2 separate regions of the Arachis hypogaea genome follow, and region 2 is linked to region 1. A link is a contact called in public Hi-C data. All regions are on one chromosome and are shown on one strand. The core of a region is the stretch at or near the end of the contact, and the rest is flanking DNA. Distances in the headings are between cores, read along the strand shown.

Region 1 (6,444 bases), core at 3,116-5,615:
GCAAGAACACTTTGAATGTCAAGATGAACACCAAGAACACTTTGAAGATCATGATGAACATCAAGAACATATTTTTGAAAAAATTTTTAAGAAAAGAAAGACATGCAAGACACCAAACTTAGAAATTTTCATGCTAGAGACACTAACAAATTGAAAATGCACATGAGAAACAACAAAAGACACACAACAAGAGAATTTAAAGATCAGACAAAGAAAATCATCAAGAACAACTTGAAGATCAATGAAGAACATATGCATGAGTTTTCGAAAAAATGCTAAAAAATAAAAAACATGCAATTGACACCAAACTTAAAAACGGACACTAGACAAGAAACACAAAAAAAAAATTTGTTGTTATGATTTTATTAATTTTTTGTAATTTTTCGAAAATGTTTTTTTGAAAAAGGAAATAAGAAACTCAAAATTTTTAATAAGAATTCCAGGAATCATAAAATGTTAGTCTAAAGCTTCGGTCTAAAAAAAGATTAGACATGGTTAACCAAGCTTCAGCAGGACATTACATACAATAGCCAAACTGATGGGAATCAACTAGCTCCTGTGATGATAAAAGCCTCATCTGAAACTCTAGAATTCATTCTTAAAAATCCTGAAGAACAAAATAAAAAAAAAAAGAAAATTATCTAATCTAAGCAACAAGATGAGCCGTCAGTTGTCCAAACTCGAACAATCCCCGGCAACGGCGCCAAAGACTTAGTACACAAAATCGTAAGTTCACACTTCTCTCACAACTCCGTGCAGCTGACCAGCAAGTGCACTGGGTCGTCCAAGTAATACCTTACGTGAGTAAGGGTTGATCCCACGGAGATTGTCGGCTTGAAGCAAGCTATGGTCATCTTGTAAATCTCAATCAGGCGGATTCAAATGGTTATGGGGTTTTGATAATTAAAAGATGAATAAGACATAAAATAAGATAGAGATACTTATGTAATTCATTAGTGGGAATTTTAGATAAGCGTATGGAGATGCTTTATTCCTCCTGAATCTCTGCTTTCCTATTGCCTTCATCCAGTCATGCGTACTCCCTTCCATGGCAAGCTGTATGTTGGGGGATCACCATTGTTAATGGCTACCGTCCGTCCTCTCAGTGAAAATGGTCCGGCTACGGGTTACGTAGGGCTAATCATTTGTCGGTTCTCGATCGTGTCGGAATAAGATCCATTGATCCTTTTGCGCACTGTCACTGCGCCCAGCACTCGCGAGTTTGAAGCTCGTCACAGTCATCCCATCCCAGATCCTATTTAGAATACCATAGACAAGGTTTAGACTTTCCGGATCTCAAGAATGCTACCAATTGATTCTAGCTTATACCACGAAGACTCTGATCGCACGGAATGGAAGACTCTGTTGTCAGGAGAGGGGCAACTATGCGTCGTGGACCAGGAGGCCAAGAGATATGCATTCAAGCTTGTTTTCAGGTAGAACGGAAGTGGTTGTCAGGCACACGTTCATAAGTGAGAATGGTGATGAGTGCCACTTAATCATCACATTCATCATGTTAAAGTGCGAATGGATATCTTAGAACAAGAATAAGCTTGAATTGAATAGAAAACAGTAGTAATTGCATTAATTCATGAGGAACAGCAGAGCTCCACACCTTAATCTATGATGTGTAGAAACTCCACCGTTGAAAATACATAAGAACAAGGTCTAGACATAGCCGAATAGCCATGCCTTCCAAATAACATGAAACAATCGAAAAAGGGTTCAAAGACCTGATCCCAAGATCAAAGATGATCAAAAAGATGAAAATACAATAGTAAAAGGTCCTATTTATAGTGAACTAGTAACCTATGGTTTACAAAAATAAGTAAATGATGCAGAAATTCACTTTCTCAGCCTACTTGGTGTGTGCTTGGGCTGAGCATTGAAGCTTTCACGTGCATAGGCTTCTCTTGGAGTTAAACGCCAGCTCTGGTGCCAGTTTGGGCGTTTAATGCCAGAAAAGGGTCTCTGACCGGTGTTTTGACACCAATTTAGGCCATCAAATCTCGGGAAAATTATGGACTATTATATATTTCTGAAAATCTCAAGATTTCTACTTTCCAACACAATTGACAGCGCGCCAATTGGGCTTCTGTAGCTCCAGAAAATCTATTTCGAGTGCAGGGAGGTCAGAATCCAACAGCATCTGCAGTCCTTTTTCAGCCTCTGAATCAGATTTTTGCTCAGGTCCCTCAATTTCAGCCAGAAAATACCTGAAATCACAGAAAAACACACAAAGTCCAGAAATGTGATCTTTGCATAAAAACTAATAATTATATACTAAAAACTAACCAAATCATACTAAAAACTACCTAAAAACAATGCCAAAAAGCGTATAAATTATCTGCTCATCAAGACTCAACAGAAATAAGTAAATCACAGTGCCACTAACCTTCCACTGACAGCAGAAAGATGACGGTGACACCACGATGCAACAGCTGGAGGCCTCAAATAGCGATTTCACATGGGGAATGGATGACGTGCCGAGCTAGAAGAGAATGACTGGCCGTATGGGATTGGTGCGGGGAAAGAAGGAGGCTGCGGAAGCACCAACAACCACAGACGGCGACGGCAGTTCTGTTTAGGGAGCTGGGTTTTTGGTTTGGGATGGAGCTAGGGCTTGCTGTGTGTTTAACTTTTGAAGGAGGGGGTGTTTGGTGGGGCGGGAGGGGGTTAACTCGCATGGGTAAGGTGGGTTTTTTTTTTAACATAACCAAAATGACGCCGTTTCATATGAACCGGTCAGTTACCGGTTCGGTCCAACCGAATGATCACCGGCTAGTTCAGCGGTTCATCAGTTGTTTCGTAATCGATGGTTTAAGCAGGAGTACCGTACCGTTTTCTATGCTAATTCCCAATTGAACCAGTTCGACCGGCCAGTCTGGTCCGATGTTTAGAACATTAGTTTGGATGGCCAAGCAGAAGACCATTGCTCAAATATATGGAGATTGGGAGGAGTCTTACAACCACATACCAAGGTGGATCATTAGGGTTCAGTTGTATATGTCGGGAACGACAGCGGTGTTGCGTACTTCACCAGTGAGGTCAGGTAATATGGTGGATGGAACGAAGGTTTTCTTTCATCGATTATTTTGGACATTGTCTCTGTATGTTGAGGCGTTTAAGTATTGCAATCCACTAATATCCATCAATGGTACTCATTTATATGGAAAGTATGAAGGTACTCTGCTAATGGCAATTGCCTAAGTTGGAAACTAGAACATTCTCCAAGTAGCATTCGGGTTAGTCGAAGGCAAAAACATAGATTCGTGGAAGTTTTTTCTTAGTCACCTTCGTCAGCATGTGACTCTCCAGCCCGGCATTTTAGTGATCTCTGACCGACACAACACCATCAAGGCTACCCAACTTGCGGAAGACGGTGGGTGGCTCCCGCCAATGGCATACCAAACGTTGAAGATGGTGGCTCCTCCTAAACCAATGTTAGTCACCACAGTGTGTTGAGGTTCCACTCAAGCAATAACTCGTTGCACCCTCCTTAGGGTAAGTCTTAAAGCATAAATCGTCCCTGTCTTGAGGGTCTCCAAAAAGACCATAATTCGTGCCCAGGCTACCTAGGTTTTGCTATTGCATGTCAATGGCAGGCTTTTGTACTTCAGCCCAAAATCAAGTGACTTTAGGCAGGGTGGGACGATTTATGCGTAATATATATGTAACCCTACCAGTCCTGTGACAATTTACTCATGAATTCCTTAGGCCATGCATGCATAAATCATCCTAGGATGCCATGTTTAACGTATTATATAACCTTTATCACCCTAGGACGATTTATATAATATTAAGAATAGGATAAATACGTTTTGAAATTTGTTTTAGGAGAATTCAGTAAATTTAATTTTTGTTTTATTTATTTAAGTAAAAAACCCTTATAATACTCTGGTCTATACTCTCTGCTTCTCTCTTGAAATCTCCCTTGTCCAGTATTATGCACATTAAGTACTCGTTTGGACGCCATTATGAAAAAATATCTTTTTTTATTTTTTAACGTATTTAGCAAATTTCTAATAGTAAAAGTAAAAGTACTAGAAAAATAAAAAAAAAATATTTTTTTGAGAAGTTGTAATTTACATATATTTTTAAAAGATCTTTTTTCTTTAAAAAAATATTTTTTATGTAATAAATAAACAAAAAAGTATTTTTATATTGTTATATCTAAACATAATTAATAAATAAAAAAAATTATATGAAATACCCAAACATAAAATTATTTTTACTTTTTCACAAGATTTTTTAAAAAAATATAACTCAAAAAATAATCTTCTTTTAGAAACTCCCCAAACAAGTCCTAAGTAATCCCATCCGTTGAGCCGTTTATTTCTTAGGTTTGGTACCATGATCAAACCGTTCATATCATATGATTCCTCGTCAGATATCTAATCCATAGGCGAAGAATTCGCGCGCTCAATTCCTCTCACTGTTTCACACTTTCACTCTTCACAGTACTTCTCTCTCTTCTGATCTGATTACAGATTTTAGAATTAGATTCACTTGCGTTCAGATTTTGAAGATTCCGTTGTTTCGCTTTCTGCCCTAACCTTAGTTCTTTTGTATTTTTCTGCACCCACTCCTTCTTCTTCTTCTTCTTCTTCTTCTTCTTCTTCTTCTTCTTCTTCTTCTTCTTAATCCCGTAACAATTTTTCTATTTGAGGTTTACTGTGTTGTTTAAGAGTTCGAAGAAAACGACATTATCTTTTTTTTTTCTTATAAAAAAAAGAAGCTGTGAACTTAAGGGAGCTGAAAATGGGTGTTAGTGCTGCCCAGGTATTATTACTATATTTTATATTGTTTTGTTATTAATTTTAATTTAAATTCACTTCCTAGTATTGTTTTTTTTGTGGTTTTGAAAACAGCTTTGATTCTAAGGATTCTGTATCTTTTTATATTTAGTTTTAAACTGCATTGATGTGAAATTGTGAATGCAGGTGGGTTCATACTTTGTTGGACAGTATTATCAGGTTCTTCCACAACATCCCAATCTGATTCATCAATTCTACTCAGATAACAGCACAATGATCCGTGTTGATGGAGTTTCCACCGAAACCGCTTCGAATGTGCTGGTACCTAAGTGTTCTAAGATAAAGAATCCATGTTTTCTTTGCATTCATGTTTCTTTGCTGTGTTTGTAACAGTTTGTGGTCATGTTCAATTTATATCTTAGATATTTTTGTATTGTTTTTTTCAAAAATAGAAAATGAGAATCCTAATGGCCCCCAAGATATCAGAAAATGGAGGGATTGTTCCCTATCTTATGTTTGTTTGAGTCTTAATTGATGTATCTTCAACATTCCCTAGAGAAAAAAGAGCTTTCCTACTGTAGTCATGAATAGTTTCTCTTTTGGTGGTTTGCCTTTGGTGTTGCGATTGGCCATGCATAGATCAAAATCATTTAGTGTAGCAAGGTTTTTATTTTATTTTATTTTATTTTTTGGTATTTGGTGTCGGTTTGCGTTAAGTAATTGATCATGTGTGGAGAAGATATGTAAAACCAAGTAAGGCTGGAGAGTTGATCAAATGCAGTGTAAGCCAATAGCTATATACAGAGGAAGAGTAATCAATGAATATGAAATAACGCATTATGGCATAATGTAGCTGACCATGCCTAATTGGATTAAGCTTGACGGTGGTGGTGGTTTTTTTTGTTGTTGTCGTCGTTGTCTTAGTGGAACTTAATTTCCATTTCCATTTTCTTAATTGATTCTTGGTGTAAGTTATCTAGCAAAACGTTGATCAAGTTACTTTTCTCCAATACAGCAAATCCATGAACTTGTTTTATCATTGAATTTTGGTACAATAGAGATCAAGACTATCAATTCTCTTGATTCTTTGGACGGAGGTGTGCTTGTAATGGTCTCAGGGTTTGTCAAGATTAGGGATGTCAAGAAAAGGCGAAAGTTTGTCCAAACATTCTTTCTTGCTCCCCAGGAGAAGGGTTACTTCGTGCTTAATGACATTTTTCATTTCATTGATGACGGAATATCAGTATCATACTCAAATCCAGTATCTGTAGCATCCGAAAAGATAGACGCAAAGCCACTTACTTCTCTTGGAGAGCCTCCTGGTAATTTGACTGCTGAATCCTTTTCCAAAGACATTTGATTTTGAACCGAATTTTTCCCACATAGTTAGGCACTAATAATAACACGTTTGCTTTGCTGGCAATAACTATAATGAAAAGTGGTCTAAGGGTAGCTTTGGTTCTTCTTCAATTTTTTTTCTTTTCATTATTTGAATTTTGGTGTAAGCATTTTTTATTTTAAAAAAGTGAAATTCTGATGAATTCCACTGGTTGGTGTATGAATCCCACTCTACCTAACAGGGAACATGCTTCTTTGTTATTCTAAAAGTTGCATGCTTTCTGTGACAAAATCTGAAAAATCTTGGTATTCATTCTTTTTGTCCACTTTAAGCACTATGGCCTCCATT
Region 2 (7,183 bases), core at 2,553-5,052, 200 kb before region 1:
AAGGAACATCCTGATTACAACATATTAGAGAAAACTTATATTAATAAAGCATATAAAAGTTTACATCATGCAATTAAGGGAACCAATGTGCCTACACATTGAGAGGCATAAGAATATAGAGATTCTCAAGCATAAACCGAGATCCTTGATTCGAACATTCCAAGATAGTCCCCTATTGACAGAACTAAACAGCTATCAAGTATTGACTAAAGAAATTCGACAAAATCTCCCAACAATGAAACTGAATGCTCATCATGGGATGGCCTGACCAAATCAAACATTACATGTAACGGCAGGATTTCGTGAAGGAAAATATGAAAATCAGAAAATGAAAACAAAAACAAAACTTTTGGAAACAGAAAACACTCAAAATAAAAAACAAAAGCTAAAGAGGCTCCGCTCCATAAATTATAATGCAGAATCAATGTTAAGATAATAGATTTGATACTAAAATCTAATTCCAGTAGTATAGACAAAAAATACTTACCCCCAAGGAACATCTCCAACAAGCATCCAATCTCCATCCTTGTCTTCATAAGTTAGCACAAACTTCGAAGAACCATCCAGCAATTTTGAGTGTTGATCTCCTCCAACAAGAATACCGAAGTCTTCTCCGTTTGATCCTATCAACAATGATAACAATTCCATCATGGGACAAAAATGGAATAGAAAGCATCGAAACTTGACAGTAGAAACTTAAAATACAAGAATGCACAAGAATTGCTTGGCTGACATGTCATACATTTTAAGCATTTTGAAGAGCAAAAAGTAGTTGCTTCGAATATAAGGTACCACAGATGTTCATGTAAACTGTTGAAATGGCAATTTTTCTTTAGAGAATCTTAGAAATATAAGCTGCCAAATATACGCTGCCATCCATGGATTTTTCAAGTGTTGTTGCATCATGATAAAGAAATATGGTTGAATAATACGAGCGAAAAGAACATATCAAGTTCTCAATATGATGTGAATGGGAGGAAAAAGACAGCAACAGTTATGTCTGAAGAACACATTTTATAGTTTCCAAAATTTTACATTAATTTTCTGACTATCATTTTCATGTAATCACAACATATTCCCTTGATTTCGCAAAGTTAAGAATAGAGGCAGCAAGAAGTAATTATCATCTGATGCCAAGTAAACATAATTTCACCATGCAGCTGAAATCTCGGGGATCATTAAACATGAAATAATCTTGGTGATTATGAGTTATAAAAGACAATTAAAATCTGTAAAACAAAAAAAAGGAGAAAAAAATAACTCACCATTGAAAGTGATTGCTGTAGTTGATTCTCTAAACATATCCTCCAATGTTTGAGCTAAGGTTTCATAAGAACTATGGACACTCAAATCGACCTTCCTTCCAATCGCTATCCCGTCCATATTTACCTTGACAAACAAGGAACTCCGGAAGTTTCTTTTTTCTTTGGTATCAATGTTGTTGTTATTACCATTGGTATTATCAGCATTCTTCCTTAGCACATCAGTTTCGCTGCTCTTACTCTTCTCGGAATTTGAGTTGAACACCTCGGTGGCTGGAGATTTTGAATGATTAAAGCTATTCACTCTGTATGGTCTTCTGAGGGGAGGCCATCCAACTACCGGACTGTTTAGTGAAAATTCAATGCCAATAGAGATCACAACCGCATCAGCAAAGAAATAATAACAAAATTTTGTAATAAATGTTAAAGCGCAAACATGACAAATATGACAAAGTTTCATGTAAATGGTAAACTTGTTAAGATATAGTAACATGTCAACCAATTCTTTCGGATAAACATTGAAAGGAAGAATAATAAAGCTAGAAAATGACCGAATAAAGAACAAAACAGTGTCTGAAGTGCCACGTGAAGGTGAATTTAATCACCCTGAAAACAAATAAATAAATAAAAATCTGATTGGTTCCTCTTGTGATTGGATCTTGAAAGTCTTTGTCTGCTATGTTGCATTTTGTTAGATAACACCTGAATCTAATTCTAAAGAAACTATTAAGTCAAATTAGATGAAAATGTTCAGATTGTATAATTTGACAAACTGAAATGGATCAGGTATCAACCTATTATCAAGATTCAGGGTCACTATTTACTAAACCCTCTTGTGGGTTGCAGCAATTGAGAAACAAAATATTGACAGCGAAAACCTCCTACAAATGGTAACCTCATAATACTAAAACATCAATAACACTTAAATCTGGTCGCACTAGCCGGAACAGCTACGTTGGATGAATTGAGTCATACTATAGTCTCCTATCATAAATCATTTACATAGCGAATCTCGAGCTAGAAAAAGTGACCAATGGTATTAGGAATCTACAACCAATGTAAACATTTATCAGATCTTTATAACATGGATCATGAATGTTTAGTTGGTAATCTCATAATGAGATATAAGAATTTAACTCAATTAGTAAGTCCCAAATTATGTTCTTTGCTTAACTAACCCCTTAAAACATGAATCTTTCCAAGCTCATCCAAGCAAATTGAATTTCTTGGAAAGGAATCATCTCATCATGATTCTTATCCACACAAACATTTAAACTGAAACTGATAGAATTTTAACACATCCTCAATCATTCAATTATATGTACCAATTTCTCTCTTCACATAACAAAGTCAGGTAATAAGAATAAAAAATCTAAATTTCTTGCCACAAATTAACATTATATGATTCAAATATCCATAGTAAAAATGTCTGAATTTTGGACAGAATCACAAAAACCAAATTCAAACCACAATTATATACAAAACATTAATACTTATAGATAAAAACCAGCCATGTATCCTACTAACTCAAAATTCTAAATTCTCAACAAAAAAAAAATTTGTGTTTATATTCAAGACCTATGATTAAATCATAGACCATTGAACACAGAAAAATTACTGATACCCTTAGAAGTAAATCCAAGATTGAATTAATTTACCTAGGTCCATTATTAGCAGCAGCAACAGACTCAGCAGTTCTCTTGGTGCCAGAAGTGGAGGTGGTAGTGTTGTTGTTTACCCTGCTCAAAGAAGAAGAAGGAGGTGAAGATGAAGATGAGGAAGAAGCTGAAGCTGAAGAAGGAAAATCCTTAGCGGTCAAAATTCTAGCATGATGATGATGGTGACTGTGTGATTTACGAGCAGGTTTATGATGATGAGAAAGGCCTAATCCAAGACCAAGTTCAAGCAACTCAGAATCTTCAGGGCAAGAAGAGTCCTCAGAAGAAAGAACCAAGTTTGTGTCTTCCTTTGACAAAGTAGAAGACATGGTAGAACCACCACCACTACCGCCAGTAGGAATAATAGTAACACCCTGCATCAGAATTTTACAAAAGTAGAAACTTTATGGATTCAATAACAAGATTGAAGAAGGAGAAGATGATGGGGTGTGTGTGTAAAAGAGAGGATGAGAATATGAAGGTTGAAGGGGAAAAAAAGTGTTTTTTTTTTGGGGGGGGGGGGGGAGGATTGCTTGAGTAGGAATGAATGAAGAGAAATGAGAATTGGTTAGGTCATAGGTGTGTGAGGATGAAGGAGAGAGAGAGAGAGGAACATTGAAGAGGTTGAGGAAAGAAATGTGTGGACCCCACATGTCTGGTTTGTGCGCCAACATCAATGTCTTTGCCTTAACTTCTTTGTACTACTTTTCTTAAAGTAGTTTTTTTTTTTAAATATATGTTTTCTCATATTTCGCCTTCTAAATTCTAATTTTTTTTTATATTTTTTGTGTGTTACAGAGACAGAGACCCACATACTGTGGAAGTGGAAGTGGAATCGGAATGGGAAGTGGAAACACAAGATATTTCAGTTTGTCTTCGGTCAATTAAGGCGCTGCTGTCTGCTCATGAGATTGTCAATTGAAAATAGAGTCAATAGATCAGGTAATAAATATAGAAATAAAAAAAAAACTAACCAACTTTATTTAGTGGAATGATTAATTCATTCCTCTGTCTAAGTAAGTATTAAAAGTTAAAATTGATATGTATCTATCAGATTTATAAAAAATTAATTTTTTTTGCATATTAGATTAGAGTATATGATAACAAATTAAAAAAAAATCTAAAGCTAGAAAATAAAAAAAAATTTAAAAACTAACATAATATTGTAGTCAAACATTCAGTATTAAAAAATATCTAAAATTTTAAAAACAATAACATTTAAAATTCAATTAAAAAAATATTCAAAACTCTAACTTAACAAAATTTTTTTAATAAAGTTTAATAACTTGTTATAATATTAACTGAAATTGACTATTATTATATAAATTTTATCATATTATTCTTAAATAAAATATATGTTATCACGAAATTGTCTTAAAATAAAAATAGTATATCTATGATTTAAAATGACGAACCACTTAAATAATATAAATTGTGTCAATAAAACACGATTCATTTACAAAATCAAAGAACTATATAAAAGAAATTAATTTTAAATTAGGATTTAAGTGTAGGTTAAAAAAAATTTATATTATTTATTAGGAGATAAAATTTTCAAAGATGGAAATTTTTGTGATTTACATAAATGCGGGAATAAACAAAACTTGTCAGAGACGAATTATAATTTTTTTTATTTAATTTGCAAAAGCTAAATTTATTCCTCTTTTTATTTTTATTATGGGGAAGGGATTGGAGTAGGACGGCGATATGGAGAGTGTGTGAGATTTATCACATTGTGGGATTAGGTAAGGACAAATCAGATGGTCCACATTGTCCTTGTCAAATTGGACGGTCCGCATTGCGCGTACAGATCAGAGGGTCCGAGTTGTCACTCCTCCCGCCACGTGTTGCGTCGATGTTTCTTTCCACAACGGTACTCCTATCCCCAGCTTCCCTTTACTACATGTATTTCCACCCTCCGAAATGAGTTTTATTTTCATCCCACCAGCAACTATTTTTCCATTCTCTCCTTCGTCCAGTTCTTTTTCTTCTCAAAGTTGCTGAAAAAAAATTATAATGTCAAAAAAAATAAAAATCTAAATATGTTAATTGTCCTGAATTTCATATTATAAGATATCTCAGCTATTTTGATTATATAAGTTTTTTTATTTTTTTTAAATTTTTGAAAAATATAATTAATATTGTCAAAAATTTAATTATAATTGTTGTTGTTAGTAGCTCAAGTTATGAACATATTAGTGATATTATTATTTTTATTGTTATTATTTTTATTATTTGAGAGTTATAATAATTATTGTTGCTGGTACTAGCTCAACGTTCCAACGAGAATGTTATTACTATTATTATTAAGATGATTATTAATATTATTGTTATTATTATTAATTCAGAATTATAATTGTTGTTGTTAATTTAGTTATATTATAATTATTCTTGTTAAGTCAGTTTAGGAAATATATCTCAGTGATATTATTATTATTATTATTATTATTATTATTATTATTATTATTATTATTATTATTATTATTATTATTATTATTATTTTAGAATTATAATTATTATTATTAAAAATGTAATTATAGGTTGTTAGTAGTTAAAATTTAGGGTCAGTGACGGTATTATTATTATTATTATTATTATTATTATTATTATTATTATTATTATTATTATTATTATTATTATTATTATTATTATTATTTGAAATTTAAGAATATATAATTAAATAATAGTTAGAAAATATATATATATATATAAATATAGTTAGAGAAAATTTAATTCAATGGTAATGTTTGAATTAGACTAATATGATAAATTAGTAAAAGGAACATGTTTAGAACTTTTTGTAATATTTTTAGTAAAAAATATATATTTAAAAATATATTTTTGGATTAATGTTGCTGATTTTGATTAATAATTAAGTTTTGTAAAATATAATAATATAATGTATTTGGTTTTTTATAATAATTATTTATTTACTGTTACGTTTTTAATTGACTTAAGTATGCTGTTGTATTTAGTAGTAATTATTTGTTGATAATATTGGTTGTTCTAGTTTTTCTTATTATATGTCAGTAGTAAATTAGTAATTGTTAGTAGTTTGATTAATAATTTTTGTTTTTGTAAAGTTCACGGATGTTGACGTGTGATCACCCTATCCCTCTGGATCGGTACGATGATAGGGTGGAGGAGCATTTACGTTTTACTGATTTTTATCATACATCTTAGATTGGAATAGTGCAGTGTCAGAAAGCACTCGTAAATGCTTTAGTCAAAAGGTGGCATTCAGACACACATATCTTTCACCTTCCGATTGGTGAATGTGCTGTGACACTCGAAGATGTGGCTATGATTCTTGGTCTTTCGACAGACGGTCTTCCAGTCACAGGGATGAGTATCAGCAGTTTTGAAGCCTTAGAGGTGGAGTGTTTGCACCAATTTGGGGTTGCACCGAGAAAGTCAGAATGTAGAGGAAGCGGTATAAATCTTACGTGGCTACGGGATTTAAAAGAACGGTTACAGTTGACTGATGAAGAAAGTATACAGAGGTATGTGAAGTGCCACATTATGTTGTTGATAGGTACGATATTATTGGGAGACAAGTCTGGGGCATTTGTGCACTGGAAGTTTCTACCTTTACTTCGTGATTTTGCCAGTATCGTACAGTTCAGTTGGGGTTCGGCTTGCCTCGCACATCTGTACAGTGCGTTATGCAGGGCATCTCATTTTGACTGTAAGGAGATCGACGATTTGCTAACACTGCTGCTCGTTTGGGCTTGGATCCGCCTTCCATTTCTAGCGCCGGTTCCTAGGGAACCTCGTAATTTTTCGCTTGCAAATAGGTAACATTATCTTACATTTACTCTGTATCTTCATATTTAGAATCCAGTCCTGTTAATGAATTAAGCGATATTAGGTGGCGTAATTGGGAGCGTGGAGACCGACGCTTTAGGTATATGAAACTTGCTCACTTTAGGAAAGCTTTGGATGATCTTCAGGAAGGCAAGGTATATTTTCATTAAAGAATTATTTGGTTTGGGGGTTGCAGTGTTATTGTTATTCCGATTGTAATCACTAGTGTGGTTTATTTTTCACAGTTTGTGTGGGTTGCTTATTCTATGGATTGTGTAGATCCGAACATAATTCCTGCAGACATCTACATGCACTTGGTTGTGTGGAGTGCTACGGTGTCGTTGGTATCTTTTGAATGCATTGAGTGGCATGCAATCGATCGGTATAGACGACAGTTTAGTTTTGTGCAGGAGTTTCTCATTAGGAACAGAATCTAGACAAGACACACGGAGAAGT

What was found. Hi-C and Micro-C count contacts between places; a contact is called where the count stands out from the background.
Region 2: a Hi-C map of leaf shows a contact between it and region 1, with 1.4 times the contacts expected there. The contact joins the promoter of LOC112740997 here to the promoter of LOC112741000 in region 1. A contact is called at or near these places in 3 of 8 Hi-C or Micro-C datasets (leaf and an unstated tissue).

What each region holds. Positions count from the first base shown.
Region 1 is chr2:20,064,292-20,070,735 of arahy.Tifrunner.gnm2.J5K5, reverse strand. It overlaps LOC112741000 (nuclear transport factor 2), which reads left to right and starts at 4,365. Exons shown (of 9, transcript XM_025789777.3): 1 at 4,365-4,782; 2 at 4,944-5,078; 3 at 5,773-6,079. The coding sequence starts at 4,762.
Region 2 is chr2:20,266,036-20,273,218 of arahy.Tifrunner.gnm2.J5K5, reverse strand. LOC112740997 (auxin-responsive protein IAA12) reads right to left here and starts at 3,802. Exons shown (of 5, transcript XM_025789762.3): 1 at 2,921-3,802; 2 at 1,266-1,606; 3 at 488-623; 4 at 1-10. The coding sequence starts at 3,300.